3 separate regions of the Mus musculus genome follow, and regions 2 and 3 are each linked to region 1. Evidence: chromatin contacts called from public Hi-C and HiChIP or PLAC-seq data. All regions are on one chromosome and are shown on one strand. Each heading gives the region's core, a stretch centred on a gene start, on an enhancer-like site or on the middle of the called end of the contact. The rest is flanking DNA. Distances are from core to core; before and after follow the strand shown.

Region 1 (5,057 bases), core at 1,619-4,118:
TGGTTTTTTTTTTTTTTTAATTTTTCTCTCACAAGGAAACTGGATCAATCCAATCAAGGAAGCTCTCTTGTCCTTACCAGCACCCCCAAGGAGTTGTCCCTACCCTCTGTGTGTGCTGTGGAGTGTGTGTGTCCTACATACTGTACAGGAGCAGGAAACAGGCCTGGCGTCTGGCACCTGGCACCATTAGCCCTGTCCATGCTAACTGCTCTGAGCTTAGAGAACTAAGTTTCTTAAAAGGACAATGTATCATTCCGTGGGGAAATCGCCTGCACCCTAGCCTGCCCAGCCGGGACATCCTGTCTGCTCCCCTTCTTCCTTTTGTTCATTTGACATCTTTCTACTCTCCAAATAAAAATACTCCACCGTCCTTTCTGCAGCCTCCTGCCCTCTCTTTCCCACCCACATTCCTAAGTGTCTACTCTCTTTCCCTCTAACTTATTTCCCATTAATCATTTCTAACACACATCTGCTCTGCTCCTAGAATGGTTTCTAGGCTGGCTCTCTCTCTCTCTCTCTCTCTCTCTCTCTCTCTCTCTCTCTCTCTCTCCCTCCCTCTCCTCCCACCCCGCCCCCAGCTGGACTGGTTACAATAACCCAGGAGACTTTTGTCTCTGTCTCCAAACTCTACCTTCTTCCCAGTTTTTCCTCCAACATATCCACAAAGGCCATCGCTTCTACAACCCATCCTTCTTCCACTCTTTTCTCTCCCAAAGGCCAAAGGCCTGGGTTAAGTTGAAGTAACCCTTCAATCGCGGTGGACTGTGTTTGTTGGGAGATAGGGTCTCACTCTGTAGCACAAGCTAGACTGGAACTCACTAGGTATGCCAAGCTGGTCTCAAATTCATGGTGTGACTCTCCTGCCTCAGCTTCCTGGGTGCTGCATTTACAAGAACGAGGCTGCAGACCCAGCTTGGAGTAGAATTTTACAGATAAGTGTTCGCAATGACCATGAGGTCAGAAGGCATAGGCTGGCATGAGCTGAGCTTATGGGAGTTGCGGGAAGAGAGTAAAACTTTGTACTATAAAATAAATGAGAAAATCCTCCTCCCTTCCATTCATTCTCTTGCCCCTCCTGCTGCAATATGGACCATATCATCAGAGTCAGGGCATCTCTGGCTATTCACTAAATTTATAAGATCTAAAGAGAGGGAAGGGACAGTCGGGTAATTTCTGAGAAACCTATGCACATTTATTTATCAAACCTTGTGGCTCCAGGGAGAGTTTGAGTTCTGTGTATGACGGATGTGGCCTTGGAAGCTGCCTGCCGCCTTCTCTCCTGCACATCATGAAGTTCATGATTGTTCTATGATTCGCTCCTTCCGCTCACTTTGACGACCCCTTTGGAATCTCTTGCTCTCACGTTGTGTTGAGTCAATGATATCAGAGTCAGGGAAAAAAAAAAAAAAACAACCGTGAGTCAGCATCAGGCAGTCAGAACCAGATAGTCCTGGGTAACACTCCTACAAAGTCAGAACTTGATGGTCAGAGTGACTGACAAATCACGACTGGAAAAGGGTATTCAAAAGGAACAGCGACACCAGCGCGCCTCCACTGGCCACTGAGGGCACGCAAAAGTGGTCACTCCAGAGCTGGGGCACAAAGGACCAAGCTCAGTCGATTGAGCCAAGGATCTAGAACTTTATGGTCAGGACCATGACTATGTAAAAATCTCTGCCAAGTGTAAATACGTACTTTTTCCGGAAGGCTTGGGGGAATCCGAGAGGGTACTGTTATTATTAATAAAAAGGTCTTATTTCGAAATTTCGCCGGAGGGGAAACCAATGGGGCAGTCTCTAGAGTTTGTGTCGTCCTGCAATGCTGAGACCCCCCCCCTCCTCTAGGACATCGGCCTCTACTTTGATGCTACCTCCAACCACGTCGCCGCCAAACGGCAGCTCAGCTCGTCACAGCACAGTGAGGTAGCTTTATGACTTTAAACGGGACAAGAACCCTGAAACACACCAAACACGATCTATAATTCAGAGCGCCCCTGGGGGCGTTCCAGGAGCTTTGAGGTGACGCTTCCTGGCCAGGGAGCCAAACCTTCAACCACGCTTCACCTAGACCGTCTCACCGGGAAGGGAGTCCTTCCACTTCCAGTCTGACTGGACAGGCTCAAAGTAGTTGGAAGGGCTCAGGCAGCGCCCAGGGAATAGTGGATGCCCCCAAGGCTTCGGCGCTTCCAAGTGAACACATCCGGGAGAGGCCAATTAGGGGAAAGAGAACCGGCCGAAGCAGCTCGGAGAAGCTGCCGAGCTCCCGAGGCGTAGCCCGCCCCCCGGCGGTCCCGGGGAGAGGCTTGGATCCTAGGACCGGAGCAGGCGCCCTGCGTTCCCACCCCGGTCTCCACCCTAGACACTAGTGGGAAGCAGCAGGCAACAGGAGAGGGCACAGAGCCCGTGTCCAGAAGTCCCGTCCCTTGGGTGACCCGTGGGCTAGGGCAGCCGGGCACAACCCGCAAAGGGGAGCAGATCCAGCGCTGGGCGAAGGCCGGGAGGCGGCGACCGGCTAGGGCGCTTTAAGACTCTCCCCGCCCACCGGCGGCGCCCGCCTCCGCCCTCCGCTCTCCCCGCCCCGGGGTCCGGGAGAGAGCTGCGATTGGGCGGGCGCGGCGATCCCTTTGAAGTGTGGCTGCAGATCGCGGCTATTTGACGTGCAGCTCGCGGAAGGCGAAGGTTTTTGTGTTGCTCGCCTGGGCTAGCTGCGGCGGCGGCGGCGGCGGCGGCGGCGGCGGCGGCGGCGGTGGAGGAGGGGAGGCGGCACGGAGGCGCAGCGGCTGCTGCACGGCGTTCGACGCAGCGGAGCGAGCCCACCCGCCCCGGGAGCTCGCCTCCCGGAGCTTCCCCTCCCTCCCCGCCCCCCCAGTGGCACTGCCTCCTCCAAATGAGCGATTCGCCCGCTGGATCTAACCCAAGGACACCCGAAAGCAGCGGCAGCGGCGGCGGCAGCAGCAGCGGCGGCGGCGGCGGGAAGAGGCCGGCGGTGCCGGCAGTGGTGTCCCTCCTGCCCCCGGCGGACCCCCTGCGCCAGGCGAACCGGCTCCCTATCAGGGTCCTGAAGATGCTGAGCGCTCACACCGGTCACCTCCTGCACCCGGAGTACCTGCAACCGCTGTCCTCCACACCCGTCAGCCCAATTGAGGTCAGTCTCCGGGCGCTGCCCACCCAGAACTGAACCCCACTCCTCCACCCATGCTGGGCCCATGGCTCTGCTCCCTCCACCACCCCCCACCCCACCCCACCTCCCGTAGCGACGCGAGGCCCGAAGCTGGCCACGCAGGCGGACCTCCTGAGGAGGGACGGAAGGCAGGAACCAGACACCCCCCTCCCCGCCCGCCCAGGTTCTCCCTAGACTCATGGGTGGAAGGGTTTTGCCCAGTCGCCCTTTGGAGCTGCGTGTTTTCTAACCGACTGGATTTGCTCTTATGGTGCCCAGAGTCCTTTACTTTTCCTCTGGCCCCTTAGAGTCCTGTCCAAAGACGGCTTCTGGGCCTCCCTCGCCTCCACCCGGTGTCCCTCTGCATCTTCCCCCGTCTGTTTAGGGGCACAGTGCAGACAACCAGGCACTCGGGATCCTGGGTCTTTCTTCATCTTACTTCTCTGGGTGTCCTCCCCGGGAGGGAGGGAGAAAGGGAGGGAAGGAGAGAGGGAGGGGCTACTCACAGGGCCAACTGCGGCTCTGCCTTTAGAAGGCGCCTCTCCCTGCTCTTACACCGAGCGCCATCACCAGAAACCCGTCCCAAACGAAGTTCTCCCAAACTAAAGGCTTAAGTTTTTCCCTGGCCCAAAAAGATGGGAAAATTATCTGGAAAGGGGCGAATCACCATCCGGATTACAGAGAAGTCACCTTTAACCGGGAGGGCTGTGGTTGAGCCATTTCTCCTGCGCGCCAGCGCCCATGTCACACTCGGGGACTAACCCACAAGGCAAGTGTCATTCCGCCCAGCTACTCGGCCAGAGCCAGGCCCTCCTTCCGTGACCCTCCTCGCTCAGCTCCCTTCGCTCGCCCACAGTGCTCGGCTCAGCTTCTCCGCGCGCGCTTAGTGAGTCTCCCAGTCTCACCCCCTTCTCCCTCCCCTTTGCCACTGTCTCCCGCAGCTGGACGCCAAGAAGAGTCCTTTGGCTCTGCTAGCCCAGACCTGCTCGCAGATCGGCAAGCCCGACCCGCCGCCCTCATCCAAGCTCAACTCCGTAGCGGCGGCGGCGGCCAACGGGCTGGGATCCGAGAAAGACCCGAGCCGCTCCGCCCCCGGCGCCGCCTCCGCGGCCGCGGCGCTCAAGCAGCTGGGGGACTCCCCCGCGGAGGACAAGTCGAGCTTCAAGCCCTACTCTAAGGGCTCCGGAGGCGGCGACTCCCGCAAAGACAGCGGCTCCTCGTCGGTGTCCTCCACCACCTCTTCGTCCTCCTCGTCCCCCGGAGACAAGGCGGGCTTCAGGGTCCCCAGCGCCGCCTGCCCTCCCTTTCCCCCGCACGGGGCATCGGTCTCCACCTCATCAAACTCGTCTTCTCCCGGCGGCTCCCGCGGAGGTTCACCACACCACTCAGACTGCAAGAACGGCGGCGGCGGGGCCGGCGAACTGGACAAGAAAGAGCAGGAAGCCAAACCCAGTCCCGAGCCAGCCGCTGGGAGCCGAGGTAGCGGCGGGGACTCGGCTCACGGTGGCCCGGAAGCCACCGCATCGGGGCGCAAGTCAGAGCCGCCCTCCGCCCTGGTGGGGGCGGGCCACGTGGCTCCAGTGTCACCCTACAAACCAGGCCACTCGGTGTTCCCACTACCGCCCTCCAGCATCGGTTACCACGGCTCCATCGTGGGCGCCTACGCCGGCTACCCGTCTCAGTTCGTTCCTGGCCTGGATCCTAGCAAGTCTGGTTTGGTGGGAGGTCAGCTGTCCGGGGGCCTGGGCCTGCCACCAGGCAAGCCCCCCAGCTCCAGCCCGCTCACGGGGGCCTCCCCACCCTCCTTCCTGCAGGGATTATGCCGTGACCCCTACTGTCTAGGAGGCTACCACAGCGCCTCGCACCTCGGCGGCTCAAGCTGTTCCACTTGCAGCGCG
Region 2 (5,057 bases), core at 1,466-3,965, 1.2 Mb before region 1:
TCTCTCTCTCTCTCTCTCGCTCGCTCGCTCGCTCGCTCGCTCGCATTAGGATTGCTGAGCAAGGCGTGGCTCATACCTTTAATCTCAGCATTTACAGAAGCAGAGGCAGGAATGTATCTCTGTAGCGCTCCTTTCTCCCTTACCTCTGTACTGGCAGAGTCGCTCACCTTTGAGTCTATGTGACATGGTGGACAGTGTAGGGTGGTTGAGTACTTAATGATGGAATGCCCTTTTCTGTCGCAAAGCCTTGTTCCCTCTCCTTGTCTGCTCTGTCCATCCAGTCTCCTTCCGTGTAGGCTCTGCTCTTATCAAAAGGTAAAGCCAGATTTGGATACCCAGAATCCAAGGGTATTCCCAGACCTTTCTTGACCTTTCTGCTCAGAGGAACAGCAAGAGTTAAGTAGTCATTGAGCCTGGAGAGGATAAGAGGAGGAGGAAAGTCTTGGCCCTCGGGGAGGTCATCCCACACCCACTTCCTGAGTCAATGGCAGCGTCTGACATCAGCAGCAGCTGGATGTCTCAGCGTTCCAGTCTGCCCACACTACCCCCTCCTTCCTCGAATGCCATAATTCTCCACAGAATGGCAACAGCAAGGCCTTGAATATTATCTGTATGGCCTGTCCCACACAACCCCCTCCCAACTCCCTACCACTTTCCCTGAAGGAGAGCCCACGTGTGTCTGGGGAAGCACGTGTACCAAGCAGTGGGGAGGATGCAGCTAGGCAGCCTGCCAGCCTGCCAGTGCACCCTCAGCCTAGGGAGGAGCAGGCTTCTGTCTTCTCTGGGAGCCTGGGAGCTGGAAGGAACACCAGTGAGGGAGTTTCCTGAACCAAAGGTGTGTGCCCGTGTCCCTTGCTGCTTCCCTAAGTAAGGCCCCAACAGAGGAACAAGAACACTGTCCTCATAGGAACTGAGTGCTGGAGCCAACAAGTTTGAGAGGGAAGTAGTCAGTACCTGTGGGAATTAATCCCAAAGAAAAAGATATGGCAGACCATGTCTATAGGCAGGAAAATCAGAATTTCATGGCTTGTCTGAGATACCTAGCAAGTTCAAGGACAGACCAGGTTAGACTTTTTTTTTAAAGAATTATTTATTTTATGAGTACACCGTACTTCAGACACAGCAGAAGAGGGCATCAGATCCCATTACAGATGGATGTAAGCTACCATCTGGTTGCTGGGAATTGCACTCAGGACCTCTGAAAGAGCAGTCAGTGGACTTAACTGCTGAGTCATCTCTCCAGCCCAACACGTTTGTCTTAATCCCACAAAAGAGGCAAGAACTAGGTTACGCCTCTCCAGTGGACACTGATTGGGAGGGTGTGCACTAGGGGGACAAGCTACTAGAAACCTGTAATGGACAAAGTGAGCCCTGGCACAAGAGTAGGCCTTTGGGATTAGACCTTGGAGCCTTAGATGCCTCATGACAGTAGCTCCCACAAGGCCTCTCATACAAACTCAACAGGACAGAAATGTAGGCTGTATCCATATATAACCATTTATCCAGTTGCCTTGAAGGAGTCTTGTCCTGCCTTGGGACAGTAATGACAAGGTTCAAAAGTATCCTGCTGGCGGCAGGGTCTGGTGCAGAGCAAATCTAATGAGACTTTACTGATGACATTCATGACATATGAATTTGGTTTAAAAGTAGCCTCAAAGGTACTTGGAAAGAAGAGATCTTGGCAGGGCAGGGCTGGGTGGTAGAGCTTTTCCCTGCCTGGTGTGTCTGGGAGCAACTGAGGCAATTAATTCTAAGGTTCCCTGGATCTGCCCAGTACCACAGGGATCACATACCTGCAGGGACTGACAACAGTCAATGTCCAAATGATTTGTGTTTCTCACCTTTGTGCACAGGTCAGGACCTGTAGCAGGGCAGGCCAGCCTTAGCTGCATGAGGAAAGGGTGAGCTTGCAGGGTGGAACCCAGGCCTAAGTTACTCTCTGCCTTGAGAGCTTACTGGGTGGGTCATCTCATTTCCAGAGAGTTCCCAGAATGAGAAGTTAGAGTGGAGTTGGTATCAATGGGTGAGCAAATAAATGAAAACTGAACACATGGGGTGCTCAGGAGGCCCCACATAGAAGGAACCAAGGCCAGCTAGAGGACTTGAGCTATTGTCCTATATTGCCCTAGCCCTGACACTGGCATCCTGTTTGTCTTTGAGCCAGCCATTGATACCCTCCAGACCTGATGGACGGTCTTGCAGGTTTTGTTTGTTTGTTTGTCTGTTTGTTTGTTCTTTTGAGACAGGGTCATTCTGTGTAGCCCTTGTTGTCCTAAACCTTACTATATAGACCAGGCTGGGCTTGAACTCACCAGAGATCTACTTGCCTCTGCCAGGGAGAGTATGTGCCACCATGCCTACCTCTGGTCTTGTTGCAAGAACTCACTCTTTGACTCTTTTACCCTGGCTCCCTCTCTTGGCCAGAGCTTCTATATACTTTTTGATGCACCTCAGTTACTGGGCATTTAAGCGGAGGACAGGGCTTGAAGTCTACATTTACAACTTTAGAGAAGCTATATATACATATCCTCTGCCCCATCTCCGTGACCCCTGCTTTCCCCTACCTGCAGAGTCTGGTCCTCCCTTTACACAGTCTGCTCCCTCCCACCTTGGCCAGCACTGCAGGATGAGGCAATCATTCCATCCTTGACCCTCTGCACAATGACTGATGACTTTTTTATCTCAAGTGATGATGCACAGCCTTCCACGGGAAGCATTTAAGGCAGCGCACTTGATCTGCGCCACAGCTGCAGGACTCAGGACCTTGAAAGGCTCAGGAAGAACAACCCTTGAGCACCTCAGCACTCAGCATGTTCCTCGCTACGTTCAAGCTGTGTGCTGGAAGCTCCTATAGACATATGCGGAATATGAAAGGTGAGTCTGGGTTGGGGAGGAGGGATGAGAGCTTGCCAAAAGCCTGTAGGCAACATAGTTTTGTGGGAAAGCTCTTGGGCAGGGGAATAGGCCACCTCAGCTTCGATCCCAGCTATGCCTCTTAACTGGGGGAGCCTGGGTAAAGCCCTTCTTCTCTGGACCTCAGGTTTTCACCTAAAAAATTGGCCTGGCTACTAAGGTGCCACCTCTCATCCAAATTCTGTAATTTCTAGTTTCTACTCTAAGGCCCTAGTTGTTCTGGAGCTAGTACTGATGTTGCCTCCCTTCACGAGTGGATTAAGTCTGTACCAAGGGTCCCAGGCAAGTCTTTGCCATAGTGGTAGAGAAATACAGAAGCTAGTCCTTACTCTAAGCAGTGCCTGGCAAGTCCGAGACACTGTCTGGGAAGAAGAGCAGAAGACAGGAGAGTTGAGCAGCAGAAGTACAAGGCAAAGGATGGTGGGGGTGACTCTTGTCCCTGGGTAGCTGGTTGTCCCTTGGTAGGGCAACCCTCAGGAGACGGAGTACATCCTACTCAATATCCAGGGGCTACCCAAGCGGCCCAGGGAAACTTCTGTGGCCAGGTAGGGCCAGGTCTGACCAGCCCACCCCTATTTTCCATGATGGAAAAGAGATCTGGGCCCTGGAAGTTCGAGAGAAAGTTTAACACTGAACTTGAGAGTTAGAGATGTGGCTGGAGTTTGAGTCCCTGCTGGGATCTGTGTCCCTGGGCCGGTTTGCTCATCTGTGATGAGTGGACAGAACTGTCCCTCTCCCAGAGATTGCCTAGCTACTTGACAAATGTTTCTTTCCCTCCCTGCAGGATTAAGGCACCAAGCTGTGCTGGCCATTGGCCAAGAGCTCAACTGGAGAGCACTGGGGGATTCCAGTCCCGGGTGGATGGGTCAAGTTCGACGTCGGAGCTCTCTGCTTGGTAAATAAATATTGGGGCTTTCTGAGCTTCTGCCAGTGATGGGTCTTAGGGTGCATGAGGCCTGTCCCCTACCTGTAGTTACCTAACTCCTGTGTCTACCTTGACCTGCAAGCAGAGCCCTATGGCTATGATCGTGTCTCTTCTGAAGGCTGAACACATTCAGAGGGCAGAGGGATGAGAGCTGTGGATTGGCTAGGACCATTGTACCCACGTTTTCTTTTTCCTTGGCTATGTATGCAGGTTCTCAACTGGAAGCAACACTCTATAGTGACCAGGAGCTGTCCTACATCCAGCAGGGAGAGGTGGCTATGCAGAAGGCCTTGGGCATACTCAACAACCAGGAAGGCTGGAAGAAGGAAAGCCAGCAGGTAAGTAAAGGCAGCTGTGAGAAGCCTGCAGTTACTGATGGTCCCACTACCATGCTCAAAGCCTGCCGGGATTCCCACTGCATTCACAATTGATAAACAGTCAAAAAGTTTTGGTCTGAGAACTCTCCTAAGAATATATCATCAGGTGGGGTGAGGGTGCATACCTTTTTCATCTCAGCACTCAGGAGACTGAGGCATGTGGACGTCTGGGAGTATACGGCTAGCCTGGTTTATGTAGCAAGTTCCAGGCTAGCCAGGCCCGCATAGTAATACCCTTCCTCAAAACAAGCAAACCAATGAATGTGTTCTCAGATAACCTTTCCTCCTGAAGACTAACTGAGAAACATTATTCCTGTTTTTTAACTACTCTCTGAATGCTGTAAACTCATCCAGTAAAAAATCTGATCTCATCCTGACACACAGAAGCAAAACCTACGTTAAAACCAGTAGCTCTATTATTAGATCTACTCTGGTGGCCTTATCTTCAACAACAGTTTACACACTGTCCATTACCCCAAGTTCAGATGAAACATCTCGTTGCTCCAGCTCCTACAGTAACGGAGATAAGACACTAATAGGATCTGATCCACTGATCCACTGATCCGGGATCCAGGCTTAGCAGTGTATCTGTGCTGAGCGTCTTGGGCAGATCACTGAAACCTTCAGGCCCCAGGTTCTTCCAAAGTGAGTCAACTAATCAAAAAGCCCAGCCTTCTCTTTATCTAGTTAGCTGCTGTAGACCAGTCCGTCCTTCAGGTCATTTCAGTTGGACCTACCCATACTACCAACATTCATCACTAAAACAATAGGCGTGGTACCTCTTCCAGCTTTGAGTGGACATACAAGGCTTTTGGCCGCAGTGTCTACCCACTGGGTCTTCA
Region 3 (5,057 bases), core at 924-3,423, 1.1 Mb before region 1:
TACCTACTGACCACCTACGCCTCCACCAAAAGAGACCTTTTGCTCTGAATTATGATATGATTTTAATTCTCAAGAACAGGTACATGTTTAGATGTAAGTTTTGTTTGTTTGTTTTGTTTTTTTCCTGAGAGAAAACATAAGATACCAATTGGGGTACATTATAAGCAATGAGAAAGGAAACAAAGTATGCTTTAGACATGAAAAGCACCGATCACCTCAATATTTTTGAGGAATTAAAAGCACTTCTCTGCAGTGACCACCCAGGGCTTTGCACGCAGCAGGCAAGTACACCACGACTCAACACCACACCTTCAAATGTTACTGACAACAGGTCTTGCCCACTGTAAATACCAAGCCCAGAACACACAGAATACATTATCGCAAACTTAATTACATAATCTCTTCTAATTGCACAGACTCCTTCCCAATCAGCCTGTAAGGTCAAAAGCAAGGACGATGCCCACACTCATACCTAATAGCACTCTCACCTCAATACTTCAGAACATGCCAAAGGAATGCAAGCAACTCCTCAGTCAGCATCTGGTCACTGGATAGGGTTAGAGTGAGCACAAAATACTACCTACTGACTTTTTTTCGGTATATTTAAAAATACTTCTCAATTGTCTTGAGATTGAAATATGATTACAGGGCTGGTGAGATGGCTCAGCAGTTAAGAGCACTGACTGCTCTTCCAAAGGTCCTGAGTTCAAATCCCAACCACATGGTGGCTCACAACCACTCCTAACAAAAATCTGACACCCTCTTCTGGTGTGTCTGAAGACAGCTACAGTGTACACATATAATAAATCTTTGGGCTGTTGTGAGCAGAGTTGGAGCAAGCAGGGCTAGAGCGGGCAGAGGTCCTGAGTTCAATTTCCAGAAACCACATGATGGCTCACAACCATTTGTATAGCTACAGTGTACTCATATACATAAAATAAATAAATTAATTAAAAAAAAAGAAATATGATTACATAATTTCCCCTTCCACCCCAGAACTGGGGTTCCTTGAGCTGCCATGTGAATACTGGGAATCAAGCCCAAACCCCTGAAAGGGTAACTAGTGATCTAAAATGCTAAGCCATCTCTCCAGGATCATGCTGTCTAGAAGGCCATGAAATGTACTCACGACGTGTCTATTCCAAAGGTGTCAGCGGTGAACCATTTTGTACATATCCCACACTGCAACTCCACTTCTCCCAACTGCCGCCCATTCTCCTCATCCACAGAGCCCGCCTGGGTATCCATCACTTCTGAAGTGTCTCCGGTACCTTCCTGGAGCCACAGGGCAATAAGAGAATCAAATGGCCTGACTACTTTTTAAAAAAAAAAAAATAGATTAAACATTTTAAAACCAAATCTAGTTCGCCTTCCAAAGGCCTCAGAGGAAATACTTACCAAAGTATCTTTTCCATTAGAAGATTCTGTCTCCAGACCACTTACATCAACCAAGTTTGCATCCCTATAATGAAAAGACAAACATCAAAATGGCCTTTCCTAAACAGAAAAACACAATGGTCCAAATACGGAGGGTATATCTTTTTCATGTCCTGAACGGGATGCCCACGAGAGAACAATCCTGAGTATTAGGAGGGAGGTTGTCAAGCAAGACAAATGTGTTCGCGGCCCAGGGATTCCTAGTGCACTGGGCTAACGACGGGAGGCTGCCGTCCTCAGTGCTTTCAGGACCAAGCATTGCAAGAGGGATCAGCGAGGTCTTCCGGGGCGCTAGAGGGGGAAACGCTCTTGGCTCACACTGGTGCTGATGGGAGCCGAGGAGCCGAGGAGCGGCTTGGAGTCCACAAGCAAGCAGCCAGCGGGGTTGCGGAGGGTACCGGGTGGGCGGGCGGGCCGAGCCGTTGGCTGCGGGACCTGGATCCGGAGGGCGACACCGGGCGGCGCGAGCCGCGGGCTTCCACGAGGGGCGGGCCCTCGCGCGTCCCCGGGGCTGCGAGTGGATTGCCTTACCCACTTTCGGCCTCTCCGGAGCTGGGCTCCGCTCCCGGGGCGGCTGACGGCCCCTCGCCAGCCCCCGCGGCCACCGGCTCTGTCTCTCGGTCCTCCGCCGTTGTGGCACTTGCAGCGGCTCCGGGACCAGGGCCGGCGCTGACTCCCGGACCAGGACCCGCTCCAGCCGCCGCCATCGCTGCTCCTTCCCAAGCTCTCGCGAGAATATATCTATGCGGCGAGTTGCCGCCACGCACGGCGCTCTTAAAGTGGGAAAGACCTTTTGTTGGGGGGCCCGCCACTTACTTGGGAAGGACGCACTTTGAGTCCGCCGCTTTAAGGCCAGAAAAAAAAAAAAAAAGAAAGGAAGAAAGAAAAAGGCAGGGCGCAACTCGGATTGCCCAGGTTTGAAGGGAGCCACTTAGGAGGTCTGTCCTTTGCTTTCCTCTTGGGACTTGAATTATTCAAAACGCCTGCTCATAGTCGTGGCTAAGAGTGGAAATCACGGCACATATGAGGATGTGAGAGACTCCCCTTTACACTGTGCGGAGCAGGCGATCATACTAAAACCCTAAAACGTAGGAAACTTCCAAACAACAACAAAGGAGCACTCTGGCTCACACCTGCCGGGAGCGTCTGTAACTGCGTAGCTGGCCGCCAGAAGCCCCGTTTCCAGGCGGCTTTTGGAGAGACTAGAGGTCTGATTCCAGAGAGCCCGAGGTAGTTGTGGGTGGAAAAGACGTTAGGAAAAGAAACATCTGGCCAGAGGAGGCTAGAAGTGCTGTGCGCTCGAGGAACACGAATTGCTAGTTCACGGAGGGAAGTAGAGCTCCAGGCGAGAGTGCTAGCAGAGGACAGAATTCAGCAAGGTTTGGGCCTTAGCGAGAAGGGCAGAAACGAGTAAGAAAGGGATGTCTGCTGGTAGCTAAACCCCTGGACTGAGTGCAAGCATATGGGTGGGCTCTAAACCCTAGCAAAATAGAAACTGCCGCCTCACCCCCATCCTCCGCGTGTGTGTGCGCTTTACGGATGTGTGCGCATGTATGTGGCATAGTGCACTGGACAGGTGAGAGGACAATATGGTGAGAAGAGCTTTCTTTCCCTCCACTATGTGAGTTCTAGGAATCTAGCTCAGGCTTGGCAAGCAAGTGCCGCCTTTGCCCACTGGGCCATCTCACGGACCATAAATTTGCTGTTTTAAAACAAACACACTTAGGGATTAGAGATCATTGATACTTTGCAGTTGTTAGGAGAAAGTGCCGCCATGACCAAAAATATCTTAAGCAAGGGGAGGGGGGATCTTGGTTGAGGGGGGTTCAAAGAGATAAGAATCCATGATGGTGGGGAGATAAGGCAGCAAGGATCTGAAATGGTGACTATCAGACAAGGCTGAGAGCTCGAATTCTCTATCAGAATCACCAAGCAGACAGGGAGAACTTCAAGGAAGCGGCTTCACTTTTTTCGTGTAAGCTTGCCCCCAGTGACTTACCTCCACCAGCAAACGTTCACCTCCCAAGCCTCCCTAGACATCATAACAACTGTTGTGTGAATGGGGACCGATCCTCCCCCCCCCATGCCCCACCTTACCCTCTCAAATGCATGACTTTTTAGAGATTTCCCCCTTCCATGTTAATATGTCTATTAGGATTGCCATAGTTAGATCTCATTTGGGCAGCCATATTGTTGTGACGTCATGGGTCGTTCCTGATAGCCATCACTTCATGGCACAGGTCCCAGTCCCCTGGCTTTTACAGTCTCTCTGTTCCCCTCTCCCTCAATGTTTTCTGAGCCTTAGGTATGATGTTGGAGATATACCCACTGGGACTGGGTACCCCACAGTTAACCAATCTCTGCGTTTTGACTAGTTGGAAACCCCTGAATAACATATTTGAAAACTGAATACAGCTATTTATAAAGCAAGATCATCTAGGGGCTGGGGAGATGGCTCAGTGGTTAAGAGCACTGACTGCTCTTCCAGAGGCCCTGAGTTCACTTCCCAGCAATCACATGGTGGCTCATAACCATCTGTAATGGGATCGGATGCCCTCTTCTGCTGTGTCTGATGACAGCTACAGTGTGTTCATATAAATAAAATAAATAAATCTTAAAAAAAGAATATCTACCATGAGCAAGTTGACTTTATTCAAGAGATGCCAGGATGGTTCAATATATTAAGTCAATAAATAAGTGGATTTAAAGACTGAAACCACATGGCCATCTCAAGTGATCGCAGAAAAATCTTTGCCAAAATCCAGCATGCCTTCATGATAAATCTCAGAGAGAATGAGTGAGTGAGAGTGAGAGAGAGAAAAGGAGAGAGGAAAGGGAGAGAGAAAAAAAGGAGGAAAGGGAGGGAGAGAGAGGGGGGGGAGGAACCATAGAGTGTTCCTGGCATCAGGCTGGTAACGATCATGAAGGCTACTAATTATTCTGCAATGCACAAAACTGTCCCCAACAGTGTTACTCTACTCAAAATGCCAACAGAGCCCAGACAGAGGAACCCTGATCAACAAAGAGGACTGAGTTCAGAGCATGGACACCTTACCAGTGGCTACACCACTGAAAAAATTACTTCCCCTATCACAGCAACCACTGCTTAGCAATACTCCTGAGGCCTCTCCCCATCCATGATAAAATGTTGACAGGGCCCCATCTTGTGCAAGTAATCATGGCCACTGTACTTCTATGAGTGCAGTGGTCATCCCATGAGCAGAAAGAAGACAGCGGTGCTGAGTAGGTGCTGGGACGTGGGTAGACACTAAGGCTAAGCACTCAACAGTCAGTCAGTCTTAGCACTGGCCTGTGACTTTCTGCATTCATCATGGCAAAAGGCAAGCTTCTGTGGCAGAAGGCTAAGAGCAGCACCAATCTAAATGCTTAGAAGGCAGTTCCATAACACGTGCATTTAGCAAAGTAAGAGTGGTATGTCCCAACCCTGAAGGTTGGAGGACTCAGATCAAAGCATTGAGGTTTCTTCAAGAACATAGCTTTGAATGTTAGCAGACTCAGCCAAACATCTGTCCAAAAGAACCAAGGACCTGAGAGACCCTTGGTAGAAACCACCACCCCTCCCATATGTCAAGCAATGGAGGGTTGCTCAGGAAATACAG

What was found. A called contact is a pair of places that touch in the nucleus more often than the background predicts. HiChIP or PLAC-seq counts read pairs in DNA pulled down with a chosen protein or histone mark.
Region 2: an H3K27ac HiChIP or PLAC-seq map of the NIH/3T3 cell line shows a contact between it and region 1, with 8 times the contacts expected there. The contact joins the promoter of Star here to the promoter of Zfp703 in region 1. A contact is called at or near these places in 5 of 39 promoter capture datasets (the C10 cell line, embryonic stem cells, hippocampal neurons and 2 more), 1 of 15 datasets of contacts at CTCF or cohesin (large pre-B cells), 6 of 115 datasets of contacts at active chromatin or transcription factors (the NIH/3T3 cell line, astrocytes, embryonic stem cells and 3 more) and 2 of 9 other capture datasets (embryonic stem cells and liver).
Region 3: a contact with region 1 is called in a Hi-C map of erythroblasts, with 5 times the contacts expected there. The contact joins the promoter of Ash2l here to the promoter of Zfp703 in region 1. A contact is called at or near these places in 7 of 39 promoter capture datasets (the C10 cell line, the HPC-7 cell line, HPC-7-derived erythroid cells and 4 more), 1 of 15 datasets of contacts at CTCF or cohesin (pro-B cells), 5 of 484 Hi-C or Micro-C datasets (CD4 T cells, cardiomyocytes, embryonic stem cells and 2 more), 8 of 115 datasets of contacts at active chromatin or transcription factors (astrocytes, bone marrow-derived dendritic cells, embryonic stem cells and 5 more) and 2 of 9 other capture datasets (embryonic stem cells and liver).

What each region holds. Positions count from the first base shown.
Region 1 is chr8:26,974,468-26,979,524 of GRCm38.p6, forward strand. Zfp703 (zinc finger protein 703) reads left to right here and starts at 2,869. Exons shown (of 2, transcript NM_001101502.1): 1 at 2,869-3,144; 2 at 4,101-5,057. The coding sequence starts at 2,887. It overlaps Gm39150 (a long non-coding RNA gene), which reads right to left and starts at 1,448. Exons shown (of 4, transcript XR_001778540.2): 1 at 1,206-1,448.
Region 2 is chr8:25,805,759-25,810,815 of GRCm38.p6, forward strand. It overlaps Star (steroidogenic acute regulatory protein), which reads left to right and starts at 2,716. Exons shown (of 7, transcript NM_011485.5): 1 at 2,716-2,874; 2 at 3,698-3,808; 3 at 4,049-4,176. The coding sequence starts at 2,811. RefSeq lists a cis regulatory region at 671-694, promoters at 1,222-2,778, 1,749-2,749, 2,489-2,761, 2,647-2,749 and an enhancer at 2,656-2,690.
Region 3 is chr8:25,838,614-25,843,670 of GRCm38.p6, forward strand. It overlaps Ash2l (ASH2 like histone lysine methyltransferase complex subunit), which reads right to left and starts at 2,174. Exons shown (of 16, transcript NM_011791.3): 1 at 1,969-2,174; 2 at 1,399-1,462; 3 at 1,130-1,275. The coding sequence starts at 2,144.